Linked DNA regions of Zea mays: all the other regions are linked to region 2. The links are chromatin contacts, called in public Hi-C maps. All regions are on one chromosome and are shown on one strand. The core of a region is the stretch at or near the end of the contact, and the rest is flanking DNA. Distances in the headings are between cores, read along the strand shown.

Region 1 (4,290 bases), core at 1,567-4,066, 240 kb after region 2:
TGTGAATGGATTTAACATTTCATTGGTCCTTTTGTCTTTGAACAGCCTACCATGGCAGGGGCTGAAAGCAGGATCAAGAAGCAGAAATATGACAAAAATTAGTGCGAAATGGATACTCCCATGGAGGTGGCCCATACATGTCTGTTAATCTTTTTGCATTTTCTACTAGGGCATTCTGTAATTGTTATTTCTAATTGTGTCACTAATGCAGGATACCAGTTTTGACTGGACCATTTTGAAGTATCCTCAGATAGGCTGCAACCTGCGGATGAAGGTATATAGTCGTCTAGTGTTTCTGTTTGATGTACATTTTGTAGTTTGTTGGACTTATGCTATCTGTTTGGCATTATGTAGGCAAGTGACAGAACTAGTGGAGGTGTTGGACCTTCAATGGATACAATTGAGAAGACCCCAGGTTTATGCTTTTGCACTTGGAAATTTGTGCAACAAATCTATGATGCAAACCGGACACATGTTTGAACATGCATGCTTCTTTTTGTGCAGGAGGTGTCCGATAGAAGGAATCCTAGTGGTTATGTGAATCCGAGTGGCAATTATGCCCAATGACCACGTGAGAACATATGTATGTCATTGAACGAAATTGTAAGTTAAATTTCCCTCCGCGCCTTGTATGATCGATGAACATTCACTGCTGTTGTATCTTCCCTCATGCTAGGGGCGGATCCAAGGGGTGGGCCATGGCCCCACCTTAATTTTTTTAACCTCTTATACCTAGGTTTAGGTACACACCAAAATAAACAATTTTTTGTATAGTTAGCGTGGACAAATCTAATAAAAACTAGGTTTTGATCTATTTTTCTGTCGACGCTTCACTGCTCAGTCCACTCTTCACCTGAGCCATTTGATTCTCTTCCCTAGCGCAAGCCCAGTTGTGGCTCACTCGCTTCTTCGATCATCGACTGACCAGTAAGTCGGTGACCTAACCCGCCTGCTGCAGCGCACCTTGCCTTCTCATCACTCATCAGCTCGTCGTCTCGTCAGGATCCTATAGACAATGTTGATATTTTGACTCCTAGTCCGCACCAGTAGATGGGCAAGTTGTTGGTGGGACCGTGGCGTCACCTGTCCCTCGCTGACTCATTAGAGTCCCATCGCGCCGTTGCAACACGACAATGGGTGTCGCTTGCCGTCACCGTCATCTATCGCTACCTTGCTTCCTGCACTCGCTCCTCCTAGCTGTCGTCGTCTCACCAACACCATCTCACGACAATTTCGATGACTCGCCAGAACGACGCGCCGATGCGGCTGCTCCGCCCTAGTGCCTCGTCCTCAGTCAGTGCACCTATTTTTTTTCTCTCTAGCTCTCCTTTTGGTAGCCAAAAAAGTTTTTTGGTATTCATATCATTTTGGAAACACTAGATATTATCATTAATCTATATTTATGGTCTAGTCTGGTGATTTGTCTCTTGCACTTTCGGCCCCACCTAGAATTTTGTTCTGCGTCCGCCACTGCCTCATGCAGTCCTCGCACATCTCATGAGTTTTTCCTGCACATGTTGTGTTACTTGTAGCTGTACTGACACTCTTGCTATACAGGATAAATATGTAGCCGCACTCTTGTACAGAATTGGTTGATGACTATAAAATTAGCAGTTCTAGAGCTATTTGTGTTTTCCTTGATTGGTAGCTCATGCCCTGTATTCCTGGATAGAAGAACTTTGTCAAGAACTGTACAATTCGTAGATGGCAAGCTGTCTGAACTTTTATCGTAGAGCAGTTCCATTTTATAGCATTGATCTGTGTTTTCGCACGAACACCTGTGTGTCATGTGTGGCATATTAGTTGTTTTAGTTTCTTTTTCCCTATAAATCTGTAATAGGTACCAACTCACCACGTATAGTGTTCTACACGACCTTTTAATTAGCTGGTGATTACTTCCTATTTTGTGGTATCTTATGCGCACAACGCTCTTTCTGAGGATCAAACCTTCTAATCACAATTAACAGTTGGGCTGTCCTAGTGATAATACCGCTGAAGGCGCTGTTTTCATATTCGTTGACAGTAGGTTTACATACGAGTGTCCAGTGAGTACATCTGCTGATGTGTTTGTTTAAGGGTTTTGTGGGCTTTCTATAAAGTTTGTTGGAAGCCATGTTAGGACCATTGATTGATCGGTAACCCCTTTGTTGATGAGTGCAATGTGTGAAAAGAAAATTGTTGCTCCTCGGTTCAATCCCTGGCAAAAAGAAGAAAAATGACAAGCGCTGTTGACTGTGTTGAGATCCCTAATTCATTCGTGCTTCATAGGTTGATTCTATAATGTCTTGTGATGTATATTTGTAATAATTGATGAACTCCATATTTGTGCGTTTTCTGTTTTTTAGAAGAAAAAAATATAATTGTTCTCATGTCATATAGTTTTTTGTGCAGCCATGCACTATTCAACACGGTAAGGGCTCGTTTGGTTGCATGATAAATTGGAGGTAAGAATCCTCTCCAAGTCCCACGCGACCAAACAAGCCCTAATGAATTTGTAGTGCGGCTGCTTAATTCACATGCGAGAGCCCACGGATTCATATACTTAGGGCTTGTTTGGATAATTTTGGATTGGAGTGGATTGAGGTGGTATAAGGTGTATTGAAGTGTAATATAAACTAATTTCCCTTTCAATCCCTAAAATACACTTCAATCCACTTCAATCTCTCTTTATCCAAACAAGGCCCTTTGCTTACTTGTCTGGTGGGCAACGCTTGCTGTGATGGCCATTTAATAGAGTAGGATCAGCCCGTGGAGTCGAAACGGATCAGAGGTGGATCGGATAGAGCTGAATAAAATCAGTATGGGTTAGAGTGGTATTGGGCTCAGTCCCAAATAGCCGATACGGTTGGAGTGGGGTTGGGGGTTGGATCCTGACCCATTATCAGGCCTTATAACTGTCTTATCTTTTAGATACATAACCACACATTATTATATATTTTTTGTAATATCTAACTAACTACAGATCTATGATTGTACTGTGTGGTACACAGCTCTTACTAATAGGAACAATTTTCTGTATATCCTGGTGCACCATCAAGTATTCAGCGATAGCAATTAAAGCATGGGAAAATGAAGTGCCACATGCCATTCCATACCTTTCTGTTTTGCTCCTGTTCAAGGGTCAGAATGTGTGTCTGCTTTCGATGAGCAGAGTTTAGGAGTCCCCTGTATCTGGAAAAGGAATACGTGTTCTCTTCTTCATAAAACCGTCAATGGCACAGGCTGGCTGATGGCGCTAAGAATTTACTCTGAGCTATCAGCATCAGCCACCGCTCTCACGTCGGTGACTGGAGTTTGCAATCTCTACTACTTATTAAGTAAGCAATAGTAGTCTGCCTCTGACGTGTTCTGCCGTTCTGCCGTCTACGTGTTCTGCCATCTACGTGCGCCCCCAGGGCCAGCAAAAATTTACACGTACTCACGAGTTGAATCTAGATAGTTCAGCCACTAAACACATAACAACAGAGTTCTTATTGTTGCGTCCGAGCCAACGCTTATAAGCCGCTCTATGTCTCCTTTACTAGCCAGTATGGTACTAATTTTTTTTTGCAAGACACAACACCACAGCAGTACCGGCGCTCTGGGCTGAAATTTTGGTGCGGCCCATACGTTTGGGGCGGCCCATACTCCACCGCAGCAGTCTTCTTCCGCACGACGTCGCGCCCAACCGCTCGGTCAGCTCGTGGAGAGCCCGGAGGAGAGTTCCACTACGCAATTCGCTACCTCGGCTTCGACATCGGCGACGTGCAGAGCCCGGAGGACATCGTCGCCGCGGAACGGCTCGTTTTTTCCCGGTGTCGGCGCCTTCGGCTCCGCCATGGACGTCCTCAACAGGACGGGCATGGCCGACGCACTCCGTGAGTACATCCAAAGGGACCGCCCCTTCCTAGGCATCTGCCTCGGTCTCCATTCTCTCCACTCGCTCCCCACACCTCTCTCTCGCCTCCATTCTCTCCACTCGCTCCCCAGTCCCCACTCCTCTCTCTCGCCCTCTTCCTCCTCGAGATCTTGCCCCACCTTCCGCATGAGTCTTGTGTGTTTAGCACGCGTCATCGCCGGTATCGGAGAAGTTGCCGTCGTCGCAGCAGTCCTTGGGAGAAGAAACTGACGCCTGCACCGCCCTGGATCCACGTTCTTCTTCCCTGTCCAGCCGGCGGTTGTGGCGCCCCCTGGCTCCTCTCTTCTTCCCCGTCCAGCCAATGGTAACGCCCCCCTTCGCGTCTCAATGCATGCGCAGGGATGGCTCGGTCCGTGCTCCACCGTGTTGCGTCGGCGGCGCCGCCAGATCCC
Region 2 (4,504 bases), core at 512-3,011:
GCGCAATTGAATGCAGAAATCCACCAAAAACATTTCCGCCGAATGTCACCATGATGAGCCGCCCCATGCTGCCACACACAACTGTTTCCCAGCACTTGAGAAATGTGGCATCAGTTGCCATCAGAGACACAAGATAGCACCCTTCCTTCACAGCATTGTGCCCAGGCGGCCGTGGATCACGGTCCATGACAACCACCCAAGGCACCACAGTGAACAAAACTGACACCACTGCATCAAGAACAGCCCAGGCAACAAAGAAACCATCGAGCTCTGGGCCTGCAACGACTGCACCAAGCCACGGGTTAACGGATGTGGAGAATGGCATCAGTTTGGCGACCACAAAGAGCCTGAACAGCTGGGCCTGATCGTGCACATCCGCAAAGAACCAGAGGCAGAGCATCTGCACAACGGCGTCCCGCGTGGCCCACCGCAGGAACGTGAACCCTGTGAGTCTCTTAGCGCCCCTCGCAGCACAGGTGAGGAGGAACACTAGACGCCGCCCAGGTACGTGGTGCCCCGCCACGGACGCAAACACTGCGCCCAGCGCGGCGGAGTGCACGGCGATGTAGCCAAGGATCGCGAAGATATGTGCGGAGGAGAGCAGCGCGAGGAGGTTGACGATGGCCGCTGCGTCGCGCCTGGTCAGGGCAAGAAAACCGAATTCTCTGCCCAGCGGCGAGGCGGGCTTCGGAGGCGCCGTCTCATTGTAGACGGCAAGGAAGAAGGGGGAAGCGGAGGCCGGGAGCGGGTTGGGGAGCGGCAACGGATAGGGTTTGGGCGCGGCGGAGTAGGAGGTGACTAGCACATGGTAGTAGGAGGCGTTGCGGCGGCGGGAGGGGGCTGAGGCAGCGGGATCAAGGGGGCTGACTAGGATATCGTCGTCGGAGAGGGAGGACGAGGGGGAGGTGAACGGCGAGCGGCGCCGTGGGAGGTGGTGCGGGGGAGGCGGCGGCGACGGCGTGTTGGGAGGGGAGAGGCGGGCGAGAAGGGAGCGGAGGGCCGGGTCACGGTCCGCGAAGGAGGCGAGGCGGAGCGTGCCGGCCAGGAGAGCGGAGCGGAAGAGAAGGAGGAGGAGCGCTGCGAGGAGGAGTGGCGGGAGGGATGCTGGGTGAAGGAGATGCCCCGCCGCGCGGCGCAGGATGCGGCCGCCCGTGCGCGCGTCCAGGCTCGCCGGCGGTGGGTGCGGTGCGGCGGCAGGCATGACGCGGCGTACCGTGGATCGGCGTTCAGCTAGGTGAGCGAACGGGGAATTCGGGACGGAGGTTGACGCGCATGACGAAGTGGACTGGAAACGTGGGTTTGGGCTTGATGTTGGGCTTGGTGTGGGCTCTAGTTGGGCTAAATGCTAGGATGAGACCTGAGGTAACTTTTTTCCTTTTTATATGTAAAAACATTAAAATTTGAATTTTAGACTTCAACTTCTAAATTTTAGAGTCATTGGCCGTCCGGTGAGAGCAAGTAACCTATTACATGGACCTCAAGGAGGGTTGTTGCGGCCTTGGGTACAACGTTGGATATTGTCAGTGGTGAGAATCACGATCCTCTTGAAAAAAAAAGTATCTCATAAAATCACTTTTTTTCTCAAATTTCACGGTAGCAAGCGAATTCGGTTGTGGCTAGTAAGGGGTTAATTTTTTTACCACATCAGCAAAAAAAAACTTGGCCTAACCAGATTGGAGATGTGAGACAACTTGTCCATGAAGTTTCATCTTCCAATAATTAAGTGTTCCATTCTTGAAACCAATGAGGACCTCCGTTACTCTAGAGATGGAATGAAGTAGACTTTGAAGGAAGAACAAACAAAAGAACACAGCTTGGCGATATGAAAACCAAAACACTCAAGTAGCGAGAAGAACAACTTCAAAATCCTTCGTAGAACCACCAATGGTGGCTTGAAGGATGAGAAACTAAGTTGGGACATAGCTTAACCTGTAATAGCAACCAAAAGACACAACTGAGAAAAAGCCAACCTCGGGAGAAGCAAGATGGGACACCGAATAACATAACTTACTTTTGATCACAGCTAGGAGTCTAGGAGCAAGAGAGGAACTCTCAGTCTTTATGTCCAACAACTAGAAGCAAGCATCATGCAACTTTCTCTACCACTACTCAGCTTCATGAGAAGGTTAGGCAGAAGTTTTCATCATGGCCTTCGACACTAGCTAGGTCACAGCCATCGACGGGGAAGAGAGGGGCGCTAGGGATGAGAAGGCCGCCGCCAAAGCACAGGTAAGGCCGTAAGGGCAGAACACAAACTCAACGCGGGGACTTTATGGATCTTTCCACTCAATTCCTCACTATAGTGTTTGGTTCTGAGCCAGTTGAGATGAAGTGGGTAGATTTTATGTAGCCGGATGGTTCACCATTTGATTATAATTTTCTTTTTTTTTAGAATCACTCTGTTCCAAATGGAACCAATCCAAATAACAACAAATTATGAATAAAGTGGCTCTATCCCACCATACTCTAAAACCAAACACTACCTACTCCAAAACCAAGCACTACCTATGATCCACTCTACACACCGGGTAAATGACACAATACCACTAAATCACTTACGTTTTTGTGCATGCTTCACATAAAATAGTTACTGGTATATTATACCCTAAAAGTATAGTAGTCAAATCCTTTTTGTTACCCCCTAAAGCAAGGGTGTTAGGAGGGATTAAGGGGATTAAATTTCCTAACAGTCAAAATTCTCCTCAATCCTCTCCAATCCTTCCTAATCACTATGATTTAGGGATGAAACAGATAAGGTCTAACGCTGCACAATTCCATTATTGGCTCGGCACACGCACAAAAGTAGAGAGTCGTATGATCCCTAATTCATCTTGGACGATCCAAGAATGGCAACATCTGCCTCGATTAAGCAGCTGCCCTTCACAAGGTACCAGTCCTTCACAGACTTCGTCGCCATGAAATTTGACCATCCCCAGCCTTCGCCCTCCGTCGCTTGGAGCTGGCACCGGCCTGGACGCACGAATTTCCCAAATCCACACACAGCGGAATCGGGGAAACAACCACATAAACAATCGTATCGGTCCGAACATCTGGATCATGTTACATCAGGAGCAAGTACGAGTGACAAACCTGTCATTGTTTTGCGATTGCTGGTCACCTTGTCTTTGATGGACAGACTGACTTCTACAAGCACCCCAGAGTTCTGGAGGGAAGCGTCTCCGTTTGGCTTGGCCATATGCAGGTAGAGGGAGAGAATTTCCTTATCACCGTCGATGCCAGTGCCAGAAGGGTACATGGTCAGGTACCTGAAGGATCACAGGAGTTAGTGCATCATGAACTGTCGACAAGTTGATACTTGCATCTTAGGGTTTATCATTAAAGTGAGTATTTATATTTCTTATGTATCTTATTAGTAGTACTATGCAAGTATGTGGTACCATTTGTGTCCACCGATCTCAAACTCCGGTGAGTAGCACCGCCCCTTCAGGCTTAAGAAGTCATTGATGATCCAGGTGTAGGCCTCCCGGGCACTACAGAAGCCAATTCTCTTCTGAACATGCAGCGTTCCTGAACCGTCCTTGACTTTAGCAGTGGTGAACTTGATGAGCTCCACTCCGAAGACACAGCTGTCACCAACGATGAAACCGGAGGAGGGTTCCTTGAGTGTGTAGACGAGGATCATGCATGAGATCCCGGAGCTCCTGCTGCTCTCTGTAGTCTGGAATCTGTGGCTAACTAAAGCAAACGTACAGTGCGGCCATCAACTTAGTAGAGTTCCATTCCATGTACCTATACCAGCTAGCCTACCAGGTTAGCATGTGATTTGAATCTTACATTCATGTTCGCTATGTCGTCCGTATGCTTGATCGTATATCAAGAGCTTGAACGATGCTTCGACAATGGTGTCGGGTTCCAGACCAGAAGTTTTTGACAGCACGAGGATAAGAGAGACGTATTCTCTTTCGTCGCCACTCTTCCGGTCCTTCAGGTTCAACTGCAAGTACCTGCAAACAGGTCAAAACAAAGAGATGAAACACTGCTCACCAGATGTTTGCACAGATATGCATGCATTGGCGTTGCATAAAACTGCGCGGATTTGAAAAATATAGCTTTGCGACAGCTTGTAAAACTAAGGCGAAGGCACAGTATGGAAGATCACCAATTAAGGTCCTTGATCTTAAAATATCCGGAGTTGGTCCATCCTTCTTGCTTGTCAAGAAGCGAGGAGAAGCCATCGATTTGCCAAATGAAGCTGCTCTTCTCTTCCATTTCAGAAGAGGCAGCACCACGACCTACCTGCGCTGCCGGAGTACATGGAATTGCCGCGACCTTTGCTGATTTCTGGTTCTTGCCATGGTTGGGTCGACCTGGGAGGAAAGTGCAATCCGTATAGCGAGTGACCATACCAAGAGAGTAATATCAGCAGAAAAGAAAACCAAGTCGGTGTTACCACGAGATGAAGAGGCACATGCACCCATGATTACTGGAAGAGTCTTCCTGCTCTTGCTTCAGCATGGACAGGTGATATCGCACGTTATATGTG
Region 3 (4,257 bases), core at 439-2,938, 230 kb before region 2:
CACGTTGATTCCCGGCCGCGAGGACGACAGAAACTGACATGACTCACCCCATCACACCACCACCGAGAGACCCCAAGAACAAGAATGAGAACATCCGTGATCTCAACTCTTCCAAAAGTCAAAGAGCACGCAGCTGGTAGATCAGCAGCAAGCTAGAAACTAAACAAGAGGGTTAATATCTGTCCTCCTCCTATGTAGAGATGTAGCCGGCTGGCTGATTAAAATCTCGAGTTAAGTAATAAAGTAGCAGCAAATAGTAGTCACCAGTTAAGCTAGAAAATGATCAGATCGACAACTGATCTAATTAGGAAGCAGTAGTAGTTCCAGTAGCAATACCAGCAGCAAATCATATGAAAGAGCAACCGGCTAAGTAATTTGTAGCAGCAGCAGGGGGTTTGTCTTTGTACTAGTAGTGGCAGCGCGCTAAACTATAACTACAGATCGATCGATCGATCGATAGATATACAGTAGCAAGAAGCCAATAACTATAGATAGATAGATGGGTACTCCATATATAGTAGTCGGTGACAGGAGCTTCAGCTAGCTAGAGAGATCGACCAGTAGTGCATGTGGTACAGTGGTAGTAGTAGCATACATGGGGCCGGCCGGCTAGTCAAGCCGCTGCGCCGGGCGGTGGTGGCGGCGGCATCTGGTGCTCGTAGTGGTGTCCGTTGCCGTCGTGGGAGGAGGAGATGACGGCGGCAGGGACGGGGTGCGGCGGGGCCTTCTTTCGCTTCTTCTTCTTCTCGTAGCTGACGCCCCTGGCGCGGGACTGATGGTCGCGGACCTCGCGGAGGTACAGTCTGACGGCGCGCGCGCCGAAGGGGTTGTTCTCGGGCCGCCCGCCGTTCTCCTCGTAGGCGGCGCGCAGCCTGCCGACGAGCGCGTCGAGGCTGCCCCACGCCTGGCGGAGCGGGCACGGGCAGGGCGCCGGCGGCGCCGGGTGGCCGAAGAAAGGGCAGGCGGCGGTGTGCACCTTGGTCTTGCCGAACTGGTCGAGGTAGCGCAGGAACTCGAGCACGTGCGCGCCGCTGCAGCGCGCAAGGGACAGCGGCGGGCGGTGGTTCCTCAGGTACTGCCCGAACGTGTTCCAGTCCCGGCGCTTCTGCGACTCGTACCGGCTCGGCGACGCCAGCGCCGACACCGTGCCTGCGGACGATGCCCCCGGCGACAGCGCCCCGGACGCCAAGCTTCCGCTGCCGCCGCCGCCGCCGTTGTCCGAGTGCGGGCTGTCCAGCTGCGGCACCAGGTCCATCTGACAAGCAATCAAGAGACGACCATCAGCAAGAAGAGCAGCTAGGGCGGGCTTCGGACGGAGCAAGTGCCAACTGAGCTGAGCTGAGATCTATCTATTTCGGAGTCGGTGCCCGCGCGCGCGAACCGTGGTCCTGTGAGAGAGAAGAGAGAGCGCCGCACGCTGGGGCGGGCCGGGGCGCTATAAATAGTGTTCGCGACCACCACTCCACTACTACTGGTACAGCACACACTTGCCTCGCTTCGCTTCGCTTCACTTCAGTTGGCTCCCGCCCTCTTCTCCTCGCTCGAGAGCTAGGTAGCTAGCTCCGGCCAGACGGACAACCAGCCAGCCCGCGGCACCAAGCTGCTAGCGGCGCCTCCAAGATCACCGGAGCTGACGCCGCACAGATCGCTCTCGCTCACAGCATGCCTCGGCGCTGAGCTTGGCGAGAAGGGGAGGGGAGGAGCGGATGGAAGGGAGGGGGCGAGTATTAATTGGCGGCGAGATTGGAGAAGGGGAGGGGCTGTGGCACAGTGCAGGACTGCAGGTGAATGCGTGAGATGGAGGAGACAGTATGCAGTGAAAGGTGATGTGACGGGAGAAAAAGAAGGTTTTTTTGCGATGGTAGTAGGGGCGGTGACAAGTGAAATATCATTAGTACGGACTCGGTTTTTAAAATCTAGCCCCTCCACTCGCACGCGGCGCTGAGAACTGAAGATTATACTCTAAATAGAAAATAGCTCAAATCCAGCCAAATGAGTAAAACTTGGAGAATATAAACTTACAGTAGTTCACACTTTAGATAAGTTCTAAACACCCCTATAAGTCTATTTGATCTATCTAGAGAGGTTGGAAAGCTCAAGATTAGAGTTTCACTCTTTTAGAGCTAAGTTGAGCAAAAATCAGAATATTAGTTAGAGAATTCAAAACAGCCAAAATTCATAACTTAGACTAGTTGGCATGTCTCTATGTATAAGTCATAGGAACACCCTCATGTACAACCAAATCAACTTGAAGAAAATATGCCAAAGTTTGTAAAAGTCGCCTATAGAGGGGTGAATAGAAGAAACATGAAACTTATCACCAATTACAACAACTAGAACCCCAGTTAGGCGTTAGAACGAGAATTAGAACAATCGGAGTGAGGGAGAGATGTTCTTCTTGCTTAGAGTTGCTCAATTGATTGTGGAATTACTTTGGGAGCAACTCAGATGATATAGAATCAAACACCAACAAGAGAACTAAGAGAGAAGGGAGAGGAAGAAACAAATCACAATACAGTGTCAACACAAAGAATACGGGCGATTTGTTTCCCGAGGTTCAGTTTTGTAAAACCTACTACCTGTTGAAGAGTCCACTAATGACGGATCTCTTTTCCCCTTTTTCCCTCTCTCAAACGGTCACTTAGACCGGTTGAGTGTTTCTTCTTGATGTCAAAGGACACTAAGTCCCACAAGGATCACCACAAAATTTGGTGTCTCTTGCTAGTTTTACAAAGTGTGAGAATGGGGATGGGAACGAGATTGAAACCCAAGAACACAAGAACCAAATGCAACAAGCTCAAATGAAACACTCCACAAGGCACTACCATTTCTCTAGCCCAATCTTGGTGAATTTGGCACTTGGGAGGAATTGGGAGGCTTGGAGTTGTTGCAAGTATTAAATACAAGTTTGTTGAAGCTCTTGTGTGTCTTGAATGTTGGTGGAGGGGGTATTTATGGCCCCAACCACTTCATAGGGCCATTGTGAAAAAGCAACCAAATCTGCACTTTACCATCCACCTACAGTGTCGGTCCAGTGCATCACCGGGCCGCATGATAGCTGTTGTAGTAGGTTACTGTTCTAACTATTCAGTTGCATAGTAACTGGTCTGGTGGCACTTTGGACCTGCCAGGTCAGCAAATGATCGTTGAAATCGGAAGAGAGTCATTGGATGCTGAAGGTATGGTATGCCACCAGACCGGTCCGGTCCTCCGCTGCTCAGATGTCCATTTGCAGTCCTCTCTGCATAAACGGTCCGGTGCGCCACCAGATCGGTCTAGATAGCCAACTGCCATTTGACAAGTTTTAGCCTTCTCTACGTAAGAGGTCCAGTGCACACCGGACCAGTCCGATGCTCCCAGACTCGGACCGTTTTTTAACAAACTTGTCTATTTTTTCTTCAATTTGATTTGGCTAAATTTGAGGGCGTTCCTAAGACTTAGATAAACATATCTAGCGGTAATCTAACTAGTGTAAGTTAGGGAACTTGGATAATCCCGATTTCTCTAACTCATATTCTTGTTTCTGCTCAATCTAGCTCCAAAATAGTGTTTTGTTGAATCTGATTTTTTTCAACCCTTCTAGATGTGTCAATTAGGTTCCTAGGAGTAATTAGAACTTATCCAAAGTATAGAACTATTGCTAGTTCATATATTTCAAGTTTTACCTCTATTTGGTCCGGTTTGAGCTATTTCGGACTTAGAAACTCTGAAGTCAATCTTATGAACATGTGAATCAAAGACTTAGCAAACTAGTTAGCCCATATGAGCGTGATGGTCATCAAGCACCAAAATCAATATAAGAAATGGTTTAAGGCCATTTCCCTTTCAATATCCTCCTTTTTGATAATTGATGCCAACACAACCAAAGCAAATAAGAAATTTCATAATTCAAACTAGTTTGCAAACTTAAGCATATGAATGCTCATATTTAATATCCAAATTTAAGGTGATTAAATTTTAGATAATAAGAGAGAAGGTCTAATTATTATTTTTCTATGGCTCTTTATTTACTTAAGCATATGAATGCTCATATTTAAGGTGATTAAATTAATTTATGAAATACAAATAAGCTATACATATCATGCTGACCTTTTATGTGATGCATTTTATTGAAAGTTTGAAGATCAAAACTTTACTGGAGTTCAAATTCAAACCCGCAAATAGAAAATATAAGATAAAAAGAAAAGAAGAAAACACAAAGAAAACACAAACCTGATCTGGTCCTGTTTTCCCCTCAGCCAGCCCAGCTCCTCACCT

What was found. Hi-C and Micro-C count contacts between places; a contact is called where the count stands out from the background.
Region 1: a Hi-C map of endosperm shows a contact between it and region 2, with 1.6 times the contacts expected there. The contact joins the enhancer-like site here to the promoter of LOC103643454 in region 2. A contact is called at or near these places in 4 of 25 Hi-C or Micro-C datasets (ear, endosperm, leaf and 1 more).
Region 3: a contact with region 2 is called in a Hi-C map of bundle sheath, with 5 times the contacts expected there. The contact joins the promoter of LOC100304411 here to the promoter of LOC103643454 in region 2. A contact is called at or near these places in 10 of 25 Hi-C or Micro-C datasets (bundle sheath, ear, leaf and 3 more).

The regions. Positions count from the first base shown.
Region 1 is chr1:236,625,872-236,630,161 of Zm-B73-REFERENCE-NAM-5.0, reverse strand. It overlaps the pseudogene LOC100274809. Among protein-coding and RNA genes, the nearest start is that of LOC100282510, 30 kb to the right of the region's middle. Within about 2 kb of position 2,816, at least 18 of the 20 cell types and tissues checked have an H3K27ac peak or open chromatin away from gene starts, as enhancers often do. A contact at or near this core is called in ear, endosperm, leaf and 1 more, where this site is marked.
Region 2 is chr1:236,866,072-236,870,575 of Zm-B73-REFERENCE-NAM-5.0, reverse strand. It overlaps LOC103643454, which reads right to left and starts at 1,761. Exons shown (of 1, transcript XM_008666642.3): 1 at 1-1,761. The coding sequence starts at 1,201. LOC100277602 (MATH domain containing protein) reads right to left here. Exons shown (of 7, transcript NM_001151115.1): 2 at 4,412-4,467; 3 at 4,121-4,328; 4 at 3,796-3,965; 5 at 3,399-3,696; 6 at 3,091-3,266; 7 at 2,635-2,970. The coding sequence starts at 4,439. The coding sequence ends at 2,822.
Region 3 is chr1:237,101,014-237,105,270 of Zm-B73-REFERENCE-NAM-5.0, reverse strand. LOC100304411 (putative protein of unknown function (DUF640) domain family protein) reads right to left here and starts at 1,688. Exons shown (of 1, transcript NM_001165847.1): 1 at 348-1,688. The coding sequence starts at 1,255. The coding sequence ends at 614. LOC109943753 (a long non-coding RNA gene) reads left to right here and starts at 4,125. Exons shown (of 2, transcript XR_002266832.3): 1 at 4,125-4,257.